Regions from separate parts of the Gasterosteus aculeatus genome. Here region 1 is linked to region 2. A link is a contact called in public Hi-C data. All regions are on one chromosome and are shown on one strand. The core of a region is the stretch at or near the end of the contact, and the rest is flanking DNA. Distances in the headings are between cores, read along the strand shown. Region 1 has its middle 38 kb from the start of etnk1. Region 2 holds the start of sox5 (SRY-box transcription factor 5).

Region 1 (3,065 bases), core at 401-2,900, 73 kb after region 2:
AAACAGGATTGTGATGAAACAAATTAGTTTTATGATCATCATCAGACGTTGATGTGTTGGTGGGCCGGTGACTCAAGAGCCACATAACTTTTTCACAGCAAACTTGATGTTGAAAAAACATGATGTTGTTTGATGAACAGCGGTACCAAAGCGAGATAAAGAAGCCTGTGGGCGCTTTAACGTCATCCCGTGAAATACATCTTTTTTTGAGACAAGAAGAAAAAAAAAAAACTGTTATTTTCCTCTCCCCATCAACACCCTAATGCACACATGCAAATATTATGCTAATGGTATGTTAATTGATGGAGTAGCTGCAAAGCAGCCCTGCTGTTCAAATGACTGGTGAGAAAATAGGTGGGGTCAATCGCAAGCTGTAAAAGCAGCTCCAACACAAATAAACAAAACCCTCGGGGATTAACAGAACAAGGGCCAGTGATAAACGGATGAGAAGAGAGACAGGGAATACAACAGGCTGGAAGCGAGGGGACAAGGGAATCAGCTCAGGGATATGGAAATACGGAAAGCCGAGGGACAGGCGTGAGAGGAATAAGTGGGTGAAGAGCGGGAAGACGGGTTTATGAGGGAGACACAGGGATTAAAGGGGGACGTGGTTAAAAAGGCGACAAGAAATAGGACACACAGGTGAAAGAAATAAGTGAAGAGGGCTTAGCGAGGATATTAAAAAGCTGATTTAAAGGGAGACCAAGAGGGGACTGAGGTGAAGACAGGTTAAGCATATCAGCATGGAGGAAACGGGTGAGGGGAAGAGGCAAAACAATGTGGCTGAAGCAAGTTTTCTAGAGCAAAAGCAACATAAAATTGTCGTCGTCGTCGTCCTCATGGTGACCCGGTGTGAATATGTGATCTGGATCTGGATCCGGGGGCCACCTGTGGTGCAGGAAAATGACACTAACCCATAAAGTACGTGACACTTAATTGCATTGTAAGCACTATTTGTGATAAAAAAAAATTCCGTAACGTAAGAATCTTTAAAAACAGATTAAAAATATTAAACGAAAAGAACAGAAAAAACTGCAACGAATACAAATCGTGAATTAATCAATTAAATGGATACTTCTACACCTTGTGATAGACAAATAGCAACATGTTCACTGAGTCTAAATAAGAGTCATCGTTCACCGCCATGACGCGTGTCGTCGAAGAAAAAATAAGTTCGACATGCAAATCTAATTCTTGGATTATCCCGAGGCTTTCCAGGTGCTGCTTCTGTTTCCTACCATAACAAACCCTACATAGGATAAATTTGTTTGTCGAGCCTGACGCTTATCTCCCCTCTGTCTGTCGGCTCGGACCATTAGCGGTATGGCAAACACCGTGTAATTAACAATGCACTGAGAGATTCATAAAGTCTGTTTTCTACGCTCTCCGTAGCCCACGCTGCGCCATGTAATTGTTTAGAGTATTAAGAGTTGTGAAACATTACACCACGATCGTTTTCTTATGAATCTGTCTGGGGGCTTTACAGCGCCAGGCCCCTCCAGAGCCTCCGGTCCTCTCCTGCGTGTAGCGTAATGTGTACAAGCTCAGCGGGCCCTGGCAGGAACAGCGCTATTTGCAAACTGTCATTGTCCACTCCCTGCCAACAAGCCACAAGATACACCCCCCAGCCTCCCCTCCGCCTCCCCCTCGCTCCTAAAAAACATTCCCCTCCGGAACCCCAATGGCTGCCAGTTTCTCAGACAGCCCACCGCTGACCCCTTCAGGCCAGGAAACTGTCGTCCAGCCAAGGAGCCAAAGGGCCCATGGGGCTTCGATCCCCCACTTCCCTTAACTCAGTCTGTAAAATGGCTGCGTTTGGCTGCACATTCGAGCCGGGGAAAGAAAAAGTCAGAAAAACAGCGAGGGGGGTTGAAGTTTGCCTTTTTAATTCGATCGCCTCGTCACTTCGCTCCCATCCGAAATTAAAAAGCCCACTTACTCCTCCCTTTAGTTTGGACTCTTTTTTTTTTTTATTAATATGACAAAAATTTCCCAAGCATGCAAGCTCTCCAGACGGCACTACAGACGCCACAAGCCATGCAGCAGACAGCCATGTGTCCTGACAGTTGACTTTGAATCAGACTCGAGACTAACTTGATTTTGATGTCGTCGTTTCTTTTCTCTGTGTTTTTATTTATTTTCCGAAGGGGGTCGCGAAAGGTTGCGTGAAAGGCACACTGCCCTCTCGGTTGTCGTCATGTATTTGTCCTCCCCTGCTTTTGTGTCCCCTCTCATCGGAGCCAAGTACAACCAGTTGGCTCCGTCTCGCTGCCCCCCCGGGCCCTGTGTGGAATTGTTAGGAGTTTTTTTTCCGATTGGGACAAATCAGGACAATCCAGCCGCAGTGTGGCAGAGAGAGAGAGAGAATGAAACGCAGGGACGGGTGTGGCAGAGGGATTGTGGGTTTAAAGTTTATACTTCGGACAGCTGTTGTATGGTGAGAGTAAGAGGGATTTCCTGGATGGAGGTGTCCTAATGGCGCGGCGTTAATGTGAATTCAAAAACGACCCATTAGCGCCCTTCACTGACCCGCCTCCTCCTCTCCTTCCGTCCCACCATAATGGCCCTGGCTCTGGCCGCTAGTCTGCATGTAGCGGATATAGCCTGGATTTATTCCGATGTTCCCAGGGATTACACTCTCAGTGAGCTGTGTATTATGAGTAGATTTAGCCCCATAACTCCTGAAGATAAGGGGGGATTGGGGCGATTGTTTAACCGGCATGTGTTAGCCATCATCGCCGGGACATGAGGCCGGCCTTCTGTGTGTGCGTGTGTGTGTGTGTGTGTGTGTGTGTGTGTGTGTGTGTGCGTGTGCGTGTGTGTGTGTGTTTGCGTGTGTGTGAGTACATGAGAGAGAAAGACTCAGGAAAATAAACAGTTCAGAGCATTGGCGTTCATTGAAATTCCGATCCGATCTCAGTCACTATTCTGAGTTGCTTTAAATGAATTCAAATGAATGCTTTATGTAACTAAAATGCTTTCTGGATAATGAAAAGCTTTTGGTTGCATTAATAAAAAAGGGAAATTACAACAACTATTCACAGTCGGTGGAATTTATTTTCAGA
Region 2 (3,207 bases), core at 431-2,930:
TATGCGTGTGTGTGACTGTACAGTGGGTTCAGTGACGGGGGCTCGCTGTCTCTCCTCCTTGCCCTGCGTGTGCGTGGGTGCATGTGTGTGTGTGTGTATGTGTGTTCCTGTCACTGTCTGAGTGTGTGTGTTAAAGTATCACAGAAGTGACAGTCTGTCAGCCCTGCTTTTCTCTGCACTCTCCGGAACAATAGCTGGATTGGCCGTATGTGTGACACGTAGACCACACACCCCTAATAGTGACTGGCAGCACTATGGGCTGGAAGCAGCATGCACTCTCTAGGTCACACACACACACACACACAGACACACAGTACTGTACATACACCTGAGGACACAATGGGTGTGGGTGATTGGTGAGGGTTTCAGTGTGTGTGTGTGTGTGTGTTCACCCATGCATGTTAGCTTGTGCATATGTTCTGTTGGAAGTGTTTCAGCTGTCTTCTTGTCACAAAACTGCTCCAATGTCTCAGGATCGAGCATCTTGCCTCTCGCTGCATCAATACAAAGGCACAAAGAAACGATTTGTCAAACATGCATATTCCATCTTATTTTTCTACTATGGCCATGAAAATGAAAAGGAAAAGAGACCCGGATCGGCTGGACGATGCGCATCACACCCGAATACCTCGTCCTTGTTCTGCATTGACACCGAAGGGCATTGAAAAATCATATAAAAAATCATATAAACAGTCTATTCAAACTAATAGCTAGAATAAATGCGTTTGAAGACAGGAGTGGGGTCGTCGTGGCGCAGGGGTTAGAGGGGGTGTGCTGGTGTGCTGGGAAGCACAAGGTTGGTGGTTCGATTACAGGCTGCCCCATGTTCCATGCCGAAGTGTCCCTGAGCAAGACACCTAACCCCTAATTGCTCCCCAGGCATAAATGTGAAAAGCCATGGGTTTAAAGTGTAATGTAAGTCGCTTTGGATAAAAGCGTCTGCTAAATGACATGTAATGTAATGTAATGTAATGAGTGGGTAGGAGGTGAGGAAAAAGTTTCAAACAGAGAGAGAATGGATTCATCTGTGCAAGACAGCATCACTGCCTCATAACAGTCAGTTAGCCGATGCTGCAAAAAAAAACTCCCCGTCTCCGCGACCGTCAGCAAACGGTGACAACGGATCCGTCCGTCATTGGAGATGCGGGACGGCCACTGCGCTGCGTCACGGGGAGAGAAGCTTGTGGCCTCTCCTCACACCGATCCCGTGCCAAGGCTCGTTTTTTACGACCGCTGTTCCGTTTGCTTTACTCAGTCAGCCAGGCCGGTCATGTGAACAGCACGCCACGTGTCCGAGAGAGTGACAGTAAAAGAGGCGGGAAACAACACAACTTAACCAATTCAGCACGGGCGATTGCAGAGCATTGCAAGGACGTGGTGAAAAGTACTACTGTTATGGGCCGCGAGCTTGAGTGTGGCCTCCAGGAGAAGAGTGGTTCAGGAATCACTTGTTGTCCTCTTTTTTTTTTCATCCGCCAACGTCTACAGAAGTAAAGTGGAGTTGTATCTGTGTGCGTGTGTGTGTGTGTGTGTGTGTGTGTGTGTGTGTGTGTGAGGGAGAGATGGACTTGGGGAAGGGGGCAGCACTGCTGTGCTTTTGCACTCGCCAGTGATGAGCCCTGTGGTCAAATGGCCCCTCCCCTTTGCTTACACACACACACAGACACACACTGAGGAAGAGCCTTTTTGCTGCTGGCCCTTTAAGAGCTGAGCCTCGATCGCACAGCTTACAGCGAGGGAGGGAGAAGAGGAGGGACAGAGGCAGAGAGAGAGAGAGAGAGAGGGGGAGAGAGGGAGGGAGGGTGTAAGGCTGAAAGTGTGTGAGTAGAGAGACGGAGAGGAACACAGAGAGAGAGAGAGAGAGAGAGAGAGAGAGAGAGAGAGAGAGAGAGAGACAGAGAGAGAGAATCGGCAGTGTGTGTGAGAGGTTGAAGGATCACTTCTCTCCCGTCTTGTTTTGGGGACACTTACCTTGTTCATCTGAGCGTTGTGGGACTGTTTTATGTTGTTGTTGACAAGAGCGACGGACCTTTACTCCAGCATGCTCACTGAGCCTGAGCTACCTCAGGAGTGTAACAGGTACGTGCCGCGCGCTCTCTCTCACACACACACACACAAACACACACACACACATTCACGTAGAGATGTCCGAGACAGAGGACAGGACGTAGTAGGACACATTTAAGAAGGACAGGAGTAGAAAGTGGAGAGACATCAGTGTGGAGAGAAGACTCGGTATGTTTGTTTGTGTGTGTGTGTGTGTGTGTGTGAAGCATGCAAAGTGTCTCAGCGGGTCCGCTGAGTGCATGTGCGTGCGTGTGTGTGTGTGCGCGCGTGTGTGTGTGTGTGTGTGTGTGTGTGTGTGTGTGTGTGTGTGTGTGACAGGCAGAGACGGAGGTGAAGGAGAGTTGATGATCGACTCCTATTCGCCCTGCAAAACTGGGAGAAGCAGGCAATAAATAAACGCGCGCGCCCGCGTGTGTGTGTGTGTGTGTGTGTGTGTGTGTTTGTATGTTGGTCCCCCCCCCGTCCCACTCCCCCCAGAAGTGACACAATTGTCCCACTTCTCCTCCTCTATCCCACCTGAAGTTGTGTTTATTCAGTTCAATACCTCCATAGACAAACTGCCTAAAACGGTAGCGTGTGTGTTTGTGCGTGTGTGTTTGTGCGTGTGTGTGTGTGTGTGTGTGTGTGTGTGTGTGTGTGTGTGAGGAGAAAATGAGACACTCTTTCAGAGAGAGTTTCTGTCAAAGTCCCGATGTTGGATCCCCGTCTCATCTGCTCGTCTCACCACAACTTCATTTACTTCTGCTTCAACTTATGGGCTATTTATAAGTCTCCGCCTGCGTCCTCGAGCTCTCTTCAACAAGTCACAATTACTTCGAGGTGTTGTTCATTTTTTTTTTTAGACGTGACCAAAGCAACGAAAGCAAACAACTGCTCCATCCCCAATGGGAGACGTACACCCTTGCCCTCCCAGCTCAGCCCCGGCGTTTGAAATTGACTTCTTTCTTCCCTTTAATCCAAATTCAATACACGCAAAATCGCAGTAATCCTATTGTCAATCTGCCTGCTGCTGCTGCTGCTGGTGGTGTTGTTGTTGTTTTTATTTTTATTTTTCTCTTGCCTTATGCTAATGTTAATCTCGCTGTGAGTTTGTGCGGGGGCCCCCGAACCCGTTCCCTCTACCCAACGCTGTCAACGCGA

What was found. A called contact is a pair of places that touch in the nucleus more often than the background predicts.
Region 1: a Hi-C map of skeletal muscle shows a contact between it and region 2, with 3 times the contacts expected there. The contact joins the enhancer-like site here to the promoter of sox5 in region 2. A contact is called at or near these places in 2 of 6 Hi-C or Micro-C datasets (both in skeletal muscle).

Annotation. Positions count from the first base shown.
Region 1 is chr4:26,267,686-26,270,750 of fGasAcu3.hap1.1, forward strand. No RefSeq gene overlaps it. Among protein-coding and RNA genes, the nearest start is that of etnk1, 38 kb to the right of the region's middle. Within about 2 kb of position 1,651, at least 2 of the 9 cell types and tissues checked have open chromatin away from gene starts, as enhancers often do.
Region 2 is chr4:26,194,447-26,197,653 of fGasAcu3.hap1.1, forward strand. It overlaps sox5 (SRY-box transcription factor 5), which reads left to right and starts at 1,681. Exons shown (of 13, transcript XM_078100951.1): 1 at 1,681-2,079. The coding sequence starts at 2,003.